Linked DNA regions of Ovis aries: region 2 is linked to region 1. Evidence: chromatin contacts called from public Hi-C data. All regions are on one chromosome and are shown on one strand. Each heading gives the region's core, a stretch centred on a gene start, on an enhancer-like site or on the middle of the called end of the contact. The rest is flanking DNA. Distances are from core to core; before and after follow the strand shown.

Region 1 (7,886 bases), core at 1,409-3,908:
GTATGTTAATTAGAAGATAGTGCCAGGTACAACCCAGCAAGACAGGGTGAAATACGTAGGTGGTGGGTCTGGGATGTGTTTGTATGTCTGTGTGTGTGCACATATAATAATCCCTGTGCTGAATCCCATTCACATATTATCTCTTTTCATTCTTACAACAACTCTATGAAGTGGGGACATTATCCCCCATTTTTCAGATGAAAAAACTGAGCTACAGAAAGATAAAGTAACTTGCCTGATGACATAGTAAGTTGCAAAGCAGGGATCTAAGTTCTGGAGAGGGTCTGACTTGGAGTGACCCATTTGGGTGGAACCCCGGAGTTCAGGAAAGGGAGTTTGCACACAAGGTGGTGAAGTCAAGGACAGGGATTTAAGACTCAATGGGAAGACAGGGCAAACAGGGAGTGGGGCATGGTGATTCTCCCCATGATCCCGGGAGTGTTGTTGTTTAGACGCTAAGTCCTATCTGACTCTTTGCAACCCCATAGACTGTAGCCCCTGGGCTCCTCTGTCCAGGGGATTTCCCAAGCAAGAATACTAGAGTGGATTGCCATTTCCTTCTCCAGGGGATCTTCCAGACCCAAGGATCAAACCTGCAATTTCCTGCATTGCAGGCAGATTCTTCACCACTAAGCCACCTGGGAAGCCCCATGATCCTGGGGGCAGGGACCTAAAAAGAGAGCACGAGGGGGCGCCCTCAGATGAAGGGAACACGGGAGGGGGGCTGGGGATGGGGCAGAGGCGTGTCTGCGGGTGGAGGAGCCCACAGGCCTGGCGCCCACGGCAGATGTCCCTTCTGAGCCAGGCTCGGGGGCTCGTGCTTGGCGGGTACGAGTGCCTCTTCCTGCCAGAGCCTAACTTTGTCACGTGGACTCCGACCATCACTAACCATCAGTAAGAGGTATGTTTCCGGTGGGAGCCTAAACCCTTTGCGGCCTCTCCCCAGCCCCCACACACCACACCAAAAAAAAAAAAAAAAAAAAAGTCAGATCAGCAGCTTCTATTCTCAGAGCTCCGCCTGGAAAGAGCTGGTAGCACCTTGTCCGTTGCAACCCAGGAAGCACAAGGAAGGCTCAGGCAAGCTACAAAAAGCTGGCCACAACCCAGAAAGCATCCACTTGGCGCCAAAGAGCCAATTGCTTGGAGCATCACCCTCCAGGGTGGGGGTGAGAGGGCCCCTAGCTCTTGTGGACAGGCTCAGCTGTGTGCATCTGGGCCAGGTCCCAGCAGGGAGCTGGCCAGTCTAGACACGGGCCCAGATACAGGGGATCCCTCCTCTCTGTTCTCCAGCATCCACAGAGGTGTGCCCCAGCCTTCTGTATGCCTTGGGAAACCTCCTCATAGGCACGCCTTCCAGCTACGAGGCTGCCCTGGAACCTTTCAGCCCTGACGAAGACATGAAAGAAGCAACAAGACAGCTGAAGGAACTGATAGACACCCTCTCCCCGAAGGCCAAGGACAGCGTGTTACAGCTCATGGTACACGGCTCCCTCCACACCCGCTGCCCGCGTCCTGGGCTGCAGTGTCACCCACTTCGGGGCATGCGTGCATGCTCAGTCCATCAGTCGTGTCCAGCCCTGCAACTCCATGGACTGTAGCCCGCCAGGCTCCTCTGCCCACACAATTTTCCAAGCAAGCATACTGGTGCTGTGCTAGTCGCTCAGTCACGTCCACCTCTTTGTGACCCCATGGGCTGTAACCCACCAGCCTCCTCTGTCCATGGGGATTCTCCAGGCAAGAATACTGGAGTGGGTTGCCATGCCCTCCTCCAGGGGATCTTCCCAACCCAGGGATCGAACCCAGGTCTCCCGCATTGAAGGCAGATTCTTTACCATCTGAGCCACCAGGGAAGCCCCAAGAATACTGGAGTGGGTAGCCTATTCCTTCTCCAGGGGATCTTCCAAACCCAGGGATCAAACCCACATCTCTTCCATCTCCTGCATTGGCAGGCAGATTCTTTACCACTACGTCACCTGAGAAGTCCCTACTTTGGGGACACTTTTCTAATCCAGAGAGAAGAGTCACAGTGTAAATGTCCCTGGGGAAGCAGGCACAGTCATCTTATCTTTTTTAAAGAAGCTCCTGAGGTACCGTCCTGGCAGCCCAGTGGTTAAGACTCCCAGCTTCCACTGCAAGGGGCATGGGTTCAATCCCTAGTCAGGGTGGCAAAAAAAAAAAAAATTTTTAATTAAAAAAATTAAAACTAGAGAAGCTTCTGAGAAATAATCCAAGCTTAGCTCCTTCCACAAATACTGAATCTCTTAGGTGACATTAAAGTTTCTGGGTCTGGCTTTGACATTTTCATTCACTATTGTATTGGGGATTTTGTCTGTTTGTTTTAGGGGAAAATAGTACAAAGCCCAGAGTGTGCTTAGGATTTAGAAGCTGAAGATCTCCACCTGCCGAGGCCCCTGCCACTCCCCGGATGCTCCTTTCACTCCGTCCCCACCAGCCCCACCTGATTCCTGCAATAAAGTACAAGCAAGCATCTCATCTGTGTCCCCGCCTTTTTTATTCACCTGCTAGAATGAAAGGTGTGCCGCTGCTGGGGTAAGATTAGAGCAAAAAGAAAGGCAGTGGCCGTGGAAACACATCCCCAAGGGTCCAGGCCTCGTCTCACTTCCAGTCCACAGATGGGCAGACCAGCTTCTAGCACATACTCCCTTCCACGGGCAGAGAGCCAGCCTGGAAACATTCCCAGGGCCTTGCTCAAACCTGACCTACAGGGAACAGTGGGGGCAGGGGGGGTGTCGGCAGGGGGAATGTTAGACATGTTGGCAGCTGACCTCAGGCTGACCTTCCAACCCCCATCCATTTAGTAATGAAATTCAGCGTTCTGTTTCTTCCAAGCCCTTTGGGATCCCTCTCTCGGTTTGAAAAAGAAATATTTAAGGTGATTATGCTACCCAGACATAACTGCAAACAATGATGGCGTTTTCCAGAGAGTTCCATCTCCCAAAGATAAATGGGGGATCTCTGAAGCATTTTGACAGAGTAGTGCGGTGCTCTGAGGGGCTGGCTGGCCCTGTGACAGTCTGCAATCACTTCCAGCGCAGATGGTCTCTTCCCACCTATGGAAGGATCCGATTCCTGTAAGAAACTTAGAAAACAAAGGCTGGAGGGAGGAGCAGGTTCAATCCCTTGATTAGGGATGCAGGGTCCTTGAGGGGGACTTTGAGGACAGACAGGGTCTGGGGGGCATCCCCAGAGAGGGTCGGTTAAGTGTTTCGCTTACTTCACATTTGCCGCATGGAATTATTCTCAAACTATTTTTTCAAGCAAAACCCCTCCTCTTGTGCATTTTCTACATCCTTTATCAGCCATCCTGATGAGGACATCCTATTTCCAGGCTGAAGGTGCAGGGGGTTATGGGTCAAGCCGTCCATTCACATCACTCTCTGTCCCCAAGAGGCTAGTGGAGAGTGGGTGGGAGGGGGTCAGGCTGGTCAGCACCTGGTGACTGCTGCCCACGGGCGATGGTGCTCTTATTTGACCCCAAAGCCCTTCTCTGACTTGCCCCTGCCCGCCCCACCCCCCGCCATCCCTTGAGTCACATCCAGCCAACTTTCACTCAAAAAGTGAATCAGCCACCCCCTTCCTTCTTGCATGAAATCAGTCCCCAGGTATTTACTGGCACTTGCCACATGTTCATGGTGGCGCTCGGGGCTCTGAGGAAGCCAGGAGCAGATTTCACAACCCAGCAAATATGCATGAAGCGATTTCTCAGTGTACAACCGCACTGAGGCCCAAGTAGAGCAGAGTGAAGATGACGGCGGCCTCTGGTCTCAGGGAGCTAGTGACCTGGTGGGGAAGATCGCCAGCCCCCCCAAAATCAACAAAGAAGCAGACAGACAGATAGGTAAACCCGTGCTAAAAGCATGAAAGAAATAAAGGGAGGAGGCTCCCCTGGTGGCTCAGTGGTAAAGAATCTGCCTGTCAATGCAGGAGACACGGGTTCAACCCCTGATCCCGAAAGATCCCACATGCTGCAAGGTAACTAAGCCCATGCACCCCAACTGTTGAACGCGCGCTCTAGAGCCCAGGAGCCACAACTACCGAGCCCATGTGCCCTAGAGCCTGCACTCTGTAACAAGAGGAGCCACCGCAAGGAGAAACCCAAGCTCCACGGCTAGAGGCAAACCCTCGCAGCAACGAAGATCTAGGGCAGACAAAAATAAATACATAGGTAAAATTCGTTTGGAAAAAAGGAAAAAGGGGAGTGATGTAAGCAAGAGGAGCTTGGACATGGGATTTCCTGGTGGTCCAGTGGTTAAGAATCTGTCTTACAAAGCAGGGGATGCAGGGTCCATCCCTGGTCAGAGAACCAAGATCTGAAAGGCTGCAGAGCAACTAAGATCTGAGGCAGCCAAATAAATATTAAAAAAAAAAAAAAAAGAGTAGCGTGGACAGGCCAGCCCAGGAATCCCCTGGCTCAAGGTCTGAGCAGAGACAGGAGGGACTGGAGGAGATGGGGGAGGCAGCCAGAGGCAGAGGGGAAACAGGAGGACGATCAGGCAGGGGCACGGAGGGGACCGTGGGAAGGCTGCCCAGGCTCCTTCCCTCACCCTTGCCCTCCCTGAGGCACCCTGGAGCCCTGCCCTTGGGCCCCAGGAGAAAATGTAGAACCTTCTGAAGAACCTTAGCTCTAGGTATCTTTCACCTACCAGCAAACAGGCCAGACCTCCTCCCCTTATGTCCTACCATCCACCCAACCTCTCAGTCTCCTCTTGTCCAAGAGAAATCTGATTCCCCCTTCCCTCCTCTCTTTCCAGCCTCTGTAAATTCCATCTTTAGCCTCCCAGCTGCTCTGGCCTGAAGCCAAGGGGCAGCCTCGACCCGTCCCTCTCCAGCACTGTCATGCCCAGCCAAGCAAGTCAGCCGCAAACACCTCTGAGAAACACCTGCCTGCCCACAGAGCCACCCTGGGCCCCACCCGCCCCCTCACCTGCACAACCTGGGGGAGGAGGGCTCCTAACTGCCTCCCAGCTCACACTCAAGTGCCCTGCAGTCTGCTCTCTACAGTAAGGACAGATCCAGTTATCAAATGAAAACCCCCTTTCACGGCCGCTCCCCCACTCCAATCAAGTCCAGCTCTTGGAAGCTTCCCCACACTCTTCTCATCAACTGCAAATCCAGAATGCACCCATCACGGGTTCTCATCTCCCATCCTTCCCACTGCTCACTCCCTGTCTGCAGTCCACCCTGCTGGCCTGCAGTTCTTTTTGTTTTTTGAAGAACCAAGCCACCAAGCCTGTTCCTACCTCAGGGCCTTTGCACAGGCCACACAGCATTAACTGCTGGAAACTGTTGACAGTTGCTGTAAAAATTCACCCTAAGGACTTCCCTGGTGGTTCAGTGGCTAAAACTCTGAGCTCCCAGTGCAGGTGGCCTGGGTTCCATCCTTGGTTAGGGAACTATCTAGACCCCCACATGCCACATCTAAAAGTTTGCATGCCACAGATAAAAGAGTCCACACGCCATAGCAAGGACCAAAGATCCCACGTGCCACCACTAAGACCTGCACAGCCAAATAAATATATTTATTAAAATAAATAAATATTTATTTATTAAAAAAAAAAGAAGACTTGATGCCTCCAATGAGGGGGACACCGGTTCCATTCCTGGTCGGGAAACTAAGATCCCACATGCCCTCTGGTGAGCCCCCCCCCCAAAAGAAGAAAAAAAAATCGCCCTAGAGCAAAATAGGCAAAGACTAGAACTCATCCGAAACGTGGGTCTCATGTGGATATAAACACCCTCCAAACACCCCCTTGTCCCGGGGCAATCGGTCCCTGACCCGGCCACAGCATCCCCAGATATTGAATGAAAGGGGAGGACGCGCACAGGGAAAGCGGGAATGGAGAGGGCATCCGCAGAGGTCACAGAACCAGAGGGTTGCAGAGAGAAACCTCTTCGGTTCAGATTTTTCCAAGAAGCTACGTGGTCCCTCGGGGACGCGCCTTCAGCAGCCGGCGCCACCACGGCCACTAGGGGGCAGTGTTCACCAAGGTGTCCAGGTCGGGGCTTCTGAGCCCTGCAGCTCCACGCAGCCTGGCTCAATCCGCGGGACGCATGATGAAATGCAGTTCCTTTCTAGGTTTGGTGTTTGGGGTTTTTTTTTTGGTATCATCTGTGATTGCTTTAACTTGATTTTTCAGGGTTGGTTTGTTTTTTTTTTTCCTTAATAAGAATTCTGAGGAAAAACAGGGGCAGTCTTACAAAATTGCTGCCCGCTGAACCCTGCCAGGCATGTGTCAGCTCTTTTGGAATTAGTAATAATTCCCTTCCCGAACAATTGCGAGGGCGAGGGCCAGTCCAGCAGAATCTAGAACGTGAGATGGTCCGGAAGGTACAGAGGAGCCTCGGGCGCTAGTGGAGCGCGTCCTCTGACCTCCGTCCACCTTTTTTAACATCTCAAGTAACCTAATAATTAATTTTATTGATTGCTTACTCCCTGGCAAGCATTTCTGCAATTTCTTATTTCTTCCTCACACAATCCAGATTCAAAGCCAGACCCCCAACCCCTGCCCTACAGTAGAGAGTAGGATCCCAAAGGCAGGAATTTCCTGAGCTATTAACTGAAATGACGCTGATGAAAAATGTCCACCTACCCCCCCAAAATATGCACCTACGTGCCCGCTTATGCAGACACACACACACACCCCCGGACTATAGCCATCCCACCCCTCCCTATCTGCCATAAAGGAGGGCCTGTGATTGTAAAAATTCCAGAGACAGTCAGGGGAACTGACAATTCCAGAAGAGATTCTTGGTAGAGGGTGGGGCCTCCTTGGGGCTAGTGAGCCTCTTGCCTCCCCTCTCCCCCACTGCTGAGTCCCCTGGGTTCCTTTGCATCCAGGTCATCTTTAACTCACATACCTTGGCCATCCACCTAGGTGAGTGTTGTTCAAACAGATAAGGATCCAGGGCCATAAAAGGTTCAGAATTTTAATTACCTATTCAGAACTAGGAAAATATTTACCTAGGGCAAATACAGCAGGTATCTAGGGACAAAAGGAAGTCCAATTATATGGCAGGGAGAGTCTCCACCTCAGAGGAGCTGCAAATGTAGGCGATCCCAAGAATGCGAGCTGTCAGCACACAGAGTACATTCAGTTTTAAAAGAGCAGAATGCAAGATGAACTGATCATAGCCACAGAAAAAGCACATATCTGTGTGACTCATGTTTGGGGAAAGCAGAAAAAAATTAGAGAAATGAAAGAATGTCATGGGATTCTTTTTTGTCTTTTTTTCCTTTTCTGCCTGACCACACTAGGGCCATGGCTTATCTTTGAACAGACCTCAAGCTAAGAAGGATTTTTATGTTTGAAGAAGGAGGATGAGGAGAAGTGCGTCCAGCCCTAGTTATATAAATAGATAATTATATGATCAGCCTTTTTCACTGTGAAAATACTAAACTCTAAAACGCAAGGAGGCCAATGTAATGAATAGAAGCTTCCCGGGTTTGAGAAGCATTATGCACAGACTATGTAAAGTGACAATGTAATACATGTGGGACTTTTCTGGTGGTCCACTGGCTAACACTCCACCCTCCAAACGCAGGGGACCCAGGTTCAATCCCTGGTCAGGAAACTAGGTCCCACATGCCACAGCTAAAGATTGTGCATACTACAGCTAAGATCTCTCAGCGGCCAAATAAATAAATAGGTTTTTTAAATTAAAAACAGTAAAAAAAAAAAATTTTTTTAACAAGAAATGTAAAATGTATCTCAATAAAGCCAAAAAAGTTAAAAGCAAGAAATGTATTGTTAGCACTGTATTACTTTTAGCATTCATACTTTTGAAGAGCCCAGAGGAAAGACCCCATTTCTTGATCATGTTATAAACTAAACTGTGAATCTGGGAGAATTTTTTTTTTTAATATA
Region 2 (7,886 bases), core at 3,846-6,345, 120 kb after region 1:
TACCAACTCCCTCCGCCAAATAACTAACAAAAACTACCTACATGAACTGCGTGATATGTGAGAAATACACGTATCATCAAAGTTCAGAAAGTAAATATTTGACAGCAGAAGAAATGTTTTATTTCAGAATGACAGTCCTTAAACTCAGCTTCATGAAAAATTAATTTACCATTGTTTCCATTTACCAAGACCAGAGGGAAAACAATGCTATCAGGGTCACGCCACCATCACCTCTGTACGGCTGGTTCTCAAATCCTGCCCCACAACTCTCAAGCTACATGCCTTTGGCGGGCTACATTTCTCTCGCCCACACAACATGCAAAGACTCACTAAGATGGTCCCCGTTAGGCCTTGGCACAGGCTCTGACAAGAGCAGGTGCTTGTTTCTTTGTGGTTATCACATTACTATTCTGGACCAGCATCGGTTCAAGGACTACTGTTTAGAACCAGCAATGTGCCATCTTTAACCCAGTAACCTCAATGGTGATTATTTCTACCTTAGTTTTACAGATTCCATGCAGAGAAGACTAATGGAATTCACACACACAGCCCCCTCCCACACCCACCCTCAACAACCAATGAACTATTCCAAGTTCTGCCTCCAAAGATCCTAATGCTGAAGCAGCCACCCCTATCTGTCTTCACAACTAAACACAAACAGGCTGCCCTAGGAACATGGGAACAAACTACACATAACAGCTGCCAAACAGAAATTACGGGCGGCAAAATAATACCGAACTTCTCAGGAGGGGAAGCAGTTGCGATGTAAGAAGATAAGTTTAGGGGGTCCACGTTAAAAGAGAACCAGGCATGACTTTCTCGACATAAGAGAAGTCATTTTTGGCCTAAGCCAGTCTGTGATCTGAACCTGGCTCTAATACTTGTCTTTGAACAGGTCTTGGTAACAAATGATCTTAAGGGCTTCCCTGGTGGCTTAGTGGTAAAGAATTCACCTGCAATGCAGGAGCCACAGGAGACGAGGATTCAACCCCTGGGTCGGGAAGACATCCTGGAGAAGGGAATGGCAACCCTCTCCAGCATTCTTGCCTAGAGAATCCCATGGACAGAGGAGCCTGGTGGGCTACTGTCCGTGGGGTCGCAAAAGTCAGATACAACTTAGCGATTAAACCATCAACCATCAAAGGAATAAAAGACCACAGGAACAAAAGACTACAGAAAGAAAAGTAACAACAGCAAAGATACTATATCAGTAGTAAAGACTCCCAGTCTTGTTTCAGTGATAAAGATTAGCCTAAAGCCCTCAACTACCGGATCAACTGGAACCAAAGAGGCGATGATGATGATGGCACTTTCTGACCCTCGTGACTTCAATTAAGGTTCAAACCATTAGCCACCCAAGCCCCTTCATGAGTATGCGTGTGTGTGCATGCTCAGTCACGTTTGAGTCTTATGACCCTATGGACTATAGCCCACCAGGCTCCTCTGTCCATGGGATTTCCCAGGCAAGAATATTGGGGGTTGCCATTTCCTTCACCTTAGCTTGAAACTTCCAATTCTGCTGTTAGGATAGACGCTTGGTGTTTTCCTTACCTGCTACAAGCAATAATAATAAATCCTTCTTTATCCTGCTCTCTGGCCTGGTAGTCTTTTGGCTCAACGCCCCTCAAGAGGCAAGCCCAGTTTTCCAGTAACAGTGGTCCTCAAGTAAGACTAGCTGTTGGGGCTTCCCTGGTGGCTCAGTGGGAAAGAATCCACCTGCCAATGCAGGACACAAGAGCTCAAGCCCTGATCCAGGAAGATCCCACCTGCCACGGAACAACTATACCCTTGTGCTACAACTATTCTAGAGCCTGGGAGCTACAACCACTGAAGCCCACAGCCTAGAGCCTGTGCGCTGCTACAAGAGAAGTCACTGCTATGACAGGCTTGCACACCATGAGGCAGAGGAGTCCCCACTCATCCCAACTAGAGAAAAGCCCAGGAGGCAATGAAGACCCAGCACAGCTATTAAAAAAAAGACCCTGCAGGCCCAGCTAACACGTAGCACAATTAGATAAATAAACAAATAAATACTTAAACAAAAAGGCCCAGCTGTTACCTCAGACCCTCTCACATGAGCAAAATACAGGCAACCTGGCAGACGTGTCACTTGTTTCTAACCCTCATCTACCCCCTGCCGACCCAGATGCTTTATAAATTTCACCTGTTTATAAAGCCACAACAGGGTGCAGACAACTGTGATGTCAGCCAGCGTCACACGTTCGCCCACCAGAAAAGTTCTCGTCTTCAAGTGAGCATCCAGCAGCCCCAGAATTCGCCTCACCTCCTCCTTTGCATTCTCTGTGGCCTATTGATTTAAAATGATCAGGCTCAGCAGTGGGTAGCAAGCCCTGTCCCTGCCCTTCTCCCCCAATAACAGAACCAAAATAGCTATTCCACTGAGTCCTGGCTCGCTGCAAATGTATCACAAATGAAGCTCTCAATGTTAAATTTCTTCAGGGTGCAGTCTGGCTTCATTTCAAACTGTACTAATCATAGCCATACATCTTTGAATTTTAGAAGTCACCTTAGAGGTCATCTGATCTAACTATATTCCCTTACCATCTGATACAATCTTTTTACAGCAGAAATCTCTGGTCTGTCCACTCAGACCTCCCACCTCCGCGGGGTCTGCCCAGCGCTCCCCAGCACTCCCAGCTTACATCCCAAAGATTTAACTATTTAGGTGTTCTTGGCATCGCCCTTCCTATTCCTTCGTCCCGGATGCTCAGGAAGCGGATGCCACCCCGGCCCGTGGTCTCCCCCAAGCTCCAAGGCTTACCTGCTTGTTGTGGTGCATGATGCCCAAGGTCGGGAACACCCAGGTGCTGGCTGGTGGCACTATGTCGCTATCAGCAAAGCTCACCCACTGCACCACCTGCGCCGCTGCCTCGGGAGTACTTCCCCGCAGCTCCTCGTTGCTCACTGCAGAGGCGGAACATGAAGGTCAGAACTCTGGGGTTATGCCAAGACCAGTCCAGGTGCCTGGAAATTCTTCTTTCTGTCCACTCCAGCTCCCCCACCCTCCCCTACGCCTCACCATCTCCAGACCCTCCCACTCCCACAGCCACTGCAGATTACCATAGTAGGCAATGGCATTGCTCTCGAACACACAGAATCCATCGTCACCCTCAAAGGCTGGAACCTGGTGACAGAATAGTCAAAAGTAAAATATACAGCAGTTTCTCACTAGTCAAGTCCAGGAGGCGCAACTGTTTTGAATAGAAGTTTTTATATAAGGCTGATATCCCTTGCTAACCGAACTCAACGCTATCTGAAACTCAAGAACCAAAACTACATGACTAACTTGCTACCCCCTACAATGTGAACTCACATAAGAAACCCCCCAAATTTAGATATTATTAGATATTTGTACATAATTCCTCAATCAAATAAGCAAAAGCCAAGAAACCAAGTCCTCTGCTGCTGTCTATATTATCCAGAGCATTACCACGTACTACTCCACTGGACTTGACTTAGCATGGTTATTTATCTATCTCCCTAAGCCTCTTGGGGCAAGAATTTCACTCACAGCAGGTATCTGACCTATTGACATTTGCACTGAAATCAGTCAAAATCCATTCAGTCTGCCTCAAAGCTTGTGTTTTACAGGAAATCACTGAAGAATTCTATACTATTTTTAACTACAAATAAATCACCATCATCTCAAAATAAAAGTTTTAAGTCTCTGAAGTGTAGGGGAAAAAAATAACATGAAAAGATCCCCTTTAAAGATGGAAGCCATTTTCAGAGTGATGGCTTCTCAGTTCTCCTTGGATTCTCAGGACCAAAGGCCCCTCTTCCACTTCCCTACTCACCTTGCCAGCAGGAAATTTACGGAGAAATTCGGGGGTGCGGTTGGTTTGGCCAAAATGGAAGTGGGGTGGTGCGGAGAGCACGCGGACCTGAGCCCCGCTGTACTGAGCGGCAATGAGGGCCTTGAAGGCCCTCCAGTTTTCAGGATATGTGTACAGGGTCTGTGGGGAAAAGATGGGGAATGAAACATTAATGACTAGAAGGGTCCCAGTCTTAAGTGTTTCCAAGCAATGACTTCCCTGAGTAATCCCAATCCATTTCACCTCACTCCCTCTGGTGAACCAAGTTAGTTCTTCCGTGTCTGCCGTCAAGTGTAACCAGAGTCCCCTGAAATACCGAGGACAGAACTACACACCGACTGCTAAATAAAGCTTGTTGACAGATTTGACCTTCTCTAAGGACGTCTCTAGAAGCATTCTCTTCCCCTCAAATATAGTTCCAAGAAATACAGAACTTCTAGGTCCCTCAGACTCCATCTGCCGACAAACACACAGCCCTCCCTTCCCAGAGCCCTTGTTCATTCATTCATGGTTGCCGAGTGCCTGACTACTCTACTGCTGAGCCGCTCACCCATCAGAAGTATCACGCTTGTTTCCAAGACACACACATCGACCAAGACATTTCCGAGCCCACTCCAAATAGCCACGGGAACCGAATGGCATCTTAAATCAACTCGGTCTCCCTAAAAACCCTTTCATTTCTTGTCACGCATTCCATCTCTTCGGTCCTGTCCCGCAGTGAGTTCTCCGGGTTGCCTTCTCCCCTTCTATTAACCTGGCCAGGGAGGTCCAACTGGCCTGACTTCCCTGTCCAGAGACTCTTCTCGCTCCCCAACCTCCCCACCGGACCACCCTTAACCGTGGCCAGCCGTACCTGCCCATAAAGACCTTCCTCTTCGCCCTGTCCCTCCTGTTGCCCCACAAAACGGTCGCAAAAGTTTTGCCAACCTGCCCGGATCCCACGTCTCGAGGCGGCAATGAACCCGAACTGCTTTATCAAGCTCCAGATTGCCAGAATCCGGCATCCGTTTTCTCCTCTACCCCAGACCCTTCCACCTCTTCTGCCTCCCAGAGCCCTAGCCTCAGTTCCCCTCTGGGGCCTGGAGGCCCTACTCTCGAACAGTACGATCTCCAAACCCCGGATCAGTTCCCGACTCAGCTGCAGAACCCCTCTGACGCCGGCTGAGCCTGCTCGGGCAGAGGATGGCGTCGGATAGGATGACCTGGATCGCCGGAGCCGGCAAACTTACCCCAGCCGCCATGGTGATTCCGCAGAGAAAGGGGGTGGGGCTCTCCGCGCTGCCGCAAAGTAAGCCGTCAGGGAGAGAAGGGAGGGGGGAAGGGGAGAGCCGTGGAGAAACAGCAGCCGGAAAGCGAGGACGGCATAGAAGGCTTACGCACGACAGTTCGGTATCCCGCAGCAGCTGAATGGAAAAAGAAGTGGGTGGGGCCTACTGGCCAGCGCGGAAAAAACTCGCGCCGGCGCAGTGGGGGATGGCCAATCCGAGTCCGGACGTGGAGGTAGACCGCGCGGAGACGCTGAGTCTTGCCTGGAAAGCCGCCCCTCTGCAGCTACGTGGCAGAGCTGCCAGCTCGGCATCTTGCGGGGCACCAGAGGCGTTTCCCTCCGGGTCGCCTGGCCCATGGTGATTTGGTGAAGGTCGTGCCAGACCCACAACATCGTGGTCGCGTGACGCATTGGGGTGGCAACTGCGTGGAGATGACGGGGTCCCACGCTCCTTTTGTTACAGCTTTCTAGAGGAGAGATTGTACATCTGACCCAAGCCCAGGTCTGAAACCCTCCGTAAAAGTGAGGCTTTTTCCATTAAACCACCTTGCAGCTCACAGGTGCTGTTACTAAGAGGCACTCTTCCGGGACCCGCAACAGGGGAGGGACTGAGGGAGAACACAGCCAAGTTCTGTCACCTTGGAGGGGCTGACAGTTCAAATGAGGGGTTGCCCTTTACCCATACTCAGATCTGAACATTTTTTACCCAATATGAAGAGAATGGATTTAGAACCCTGGACCCAAATTTCAAGCCCGTCACCATTCATAATCTGGGCAGTAATGTAAATGAGGAAGGAAACTTGGTTCTTTCCAGGTGCAGCTTAAGCCACCCACCCAGCACTCCATCTTTCCAGAACTCAGTACTGAGAGTGTCCAGGTGCCAATCACTTGCCCTGGGCATGAAAGGAAACAGCCTGGGAGACAGACTTATTTTAGGGTGACAAGACAAGGTACCTCTGAGGGTGCACTAAGCACTTAGTCGGGGAAGGAGTATTATCACCAGGTGGAAATAGAGGAAACTAGTGTTCATTAAACTAGCAGCTTTATTGCCTTTCAGGGTTCCCATCTTCACTTAAGTAGATTTCGAAGTGCTTGAGGGAGAAAAACCTGTAAGAAATGATGGAGATCAGGGAACAGGCCTTGAGAATCCTGGAGTGGGGTCACAGTGAGACTCTGGTCAGCCTGGGAGGCGGATGCCACGAAGGTCAGGAGTGGCTCGGCCTCTGGCCTCTGTTCAGTACTGCTCAGTCCCCGCAGCTCCCGGGTGACCTGAGCCTCAGTTGCCAGCCACTCTGCTCCCGAGCCAGCACCAGCTCCACCTCCTTCCTTGATTTGTTGCTGCAGGCGTCTCCGGGCACGCCGCCGCCCCTGCCACACACGGTGCCACAAGGCGCAGCGCCAGCTCACTGCGAGCGACACCCGCTTCTCGGCCTCAGCCTGAGACCCTTCACAGGCTGCCTCAGGTCCTCTGGGCCCCTGCTCGGCCAGCGCTGTGGTGCCTGACTGCCCCTCTTCTCTAGTGGCTAGATGCTTTCCAGTCATCAGGGGCAGCTCCCCCGGCTGCCCAGGGCTCCGCATCACCCAGTCCTGCACCGACTCTCCAACCTCTATGACCATCTCTTCCACGCCATCTTCACCGTGCTCCCCTGCACATCCCTGCTGCTCCTCTGGCTCCTCCTCACAGCTTTTTTTCTGTCCGTCTAGTTTTGCTCTTTTGCTTTTCCCTCCCTGGGGGGGCTCCCCAGGGCCACCTCCCTCTGACCGCAGTCTCTTGGTTCCCTGTTCTATATGGCACCCTAAGGCTTCCCTTAACACCTGGGCCAGCACAGCAGTGAGCTGGGTGAAGGAAGCAGGGGGTAAGGGGATAGGTGTCGCAGAGAGCATGGAGCTGGGGGAGCTGGGCTGCAGAAGGGGAAGCAGCCCCCAGTCCCGACCCCGGGAAGACCGCCGCTGGTACTGGAGGCTTCGACAGTAATTGGCTGCCGCTCGGCAACAGTTCTGTAGCCTCCCGGCCACTCGGCTGGTCACGTTGGCTGCCACATTGTGACTCAGGTCAAAGGGGTCCTGGAGATTCATGGGGCCGAGGCGCAGGCCCTCCGAGAGATTAGAGGGCAGGCCCCCTGCCACAGGTAGTGCCTGACCCTCCCGCAGGGACAGCAGGGAGCCACGAAGATCCCAACAAGAGACGCAGGAGAAGAACTGGGCCAGCAGGGAACCTGGAGGAAAGAGGAAGAGCAGGGAAGGGGGTCCCTTAGAGACCAGAACTGAGATCACCCTTGCGCCACAGCCATTCCCTGAGCTGGACTTGCCTTTTCCCTCCCAAGTGGCTCAGAGGAGTGCCAGAGCCAGGCTCCTCTGATCTCAATAAACAAGAGGTCAAACCTCTCTCCCCACAGTGACCCCCAGATACTGCCCCTTCACCCTGCTAGCAGCATAACCTTGGGCAAGCCACTTCATTACTCCAAGGCATAGTTTCTTCATCTGTAAAGTGGCAATAATGATATTAACTAACCCACAAGGGCTGCTGTGTGCCAGTAACTGTGTCATTAACACCACTTGTTAGTCCTCTCCCAGGCTCCCCAGACTCACTCAGAGGCTCCTTATTGGTGCTGGGCTCCAGTCTTGAGGCATCTCTGGGGAAACTACAGTCCCAGCCATCAACCTCTACCTGTTCGCCTATGAAAGTAAAAAAGTTGAAGGTCAGCCTGAAAGCAGGAAGATGGGTGGGGGCTTGGGGGGCGGATATGGTAGTGGCGGCAGAGATCTCATTCCCAGGAAGCTCA

What was found. Hi-C and Micro-C count contacts between places; a contact is called where the count stands out from the background.
Region 2: a contact with region 1 is called in a Hi-C map of liver, with 2.9 times the contacts expected there. The contact joins the promoter of EEF1G here to the enhancer-like site in region 1. A contact is called at or near these places in 11 of 16 Hi-C or Micro-C datasets (blood, hypothalamus, liver and 5 more).

The regions. Positions count from the first base shown.
Region 1 is chr21:37,336,808-37,344,693 of ARS-UI_Ramb_v3.0, forward strand. All of the region lies in intron 5 of AHNAK (AHNAK nucleoprotein), which reads right to left. It overlaps SCGB1A1 (secretoglobin family 1A member 1), which reads left to right. Exons shown (of 3, transcript NM_001178105.1): 2 at 1,291-1,478; 3 at 2,343-2,375. The coding sequence ends at 2,375. Among named protein-coding and RNA genes, the nearest start is that of SCGB1A1, 4.9 kb to the left of the region's middle. Within about 2 kb of position 2,659, at least 5 of the 54 cell types and tissues checked have an H3K27ac peak or open chromatin away from gene starts, as enhancers often do. A contact at or near this core is called in liver, where this site is marked.
Region 2 is chr21:37,457,792-37,465,677 of ARS-UI_Ramb_v3.0, forward strand. EEF1G (eukaryotic translation elongation factor 1 gamma) reads right to left here and starts at 5,096. Exons shown (of 10, transcript XM_027959367.3): 1 at 5,066-5,096; 2 at 3,819-3,977; 3 at 3,082-3,145; 4 at 2,783-2,925; 5 at 2,165-2,308. The coding sequence starts at 5,077. It overlaps TUT1 (terminal uridylyl transferase 1, U6 snRNA-specific), which reads right to left. Exons shown (of 10, transcript XM_042237903.1): 9 at 7,693-7,779; 10 at 6,129-7,319. The coding sequence ends at 6,172.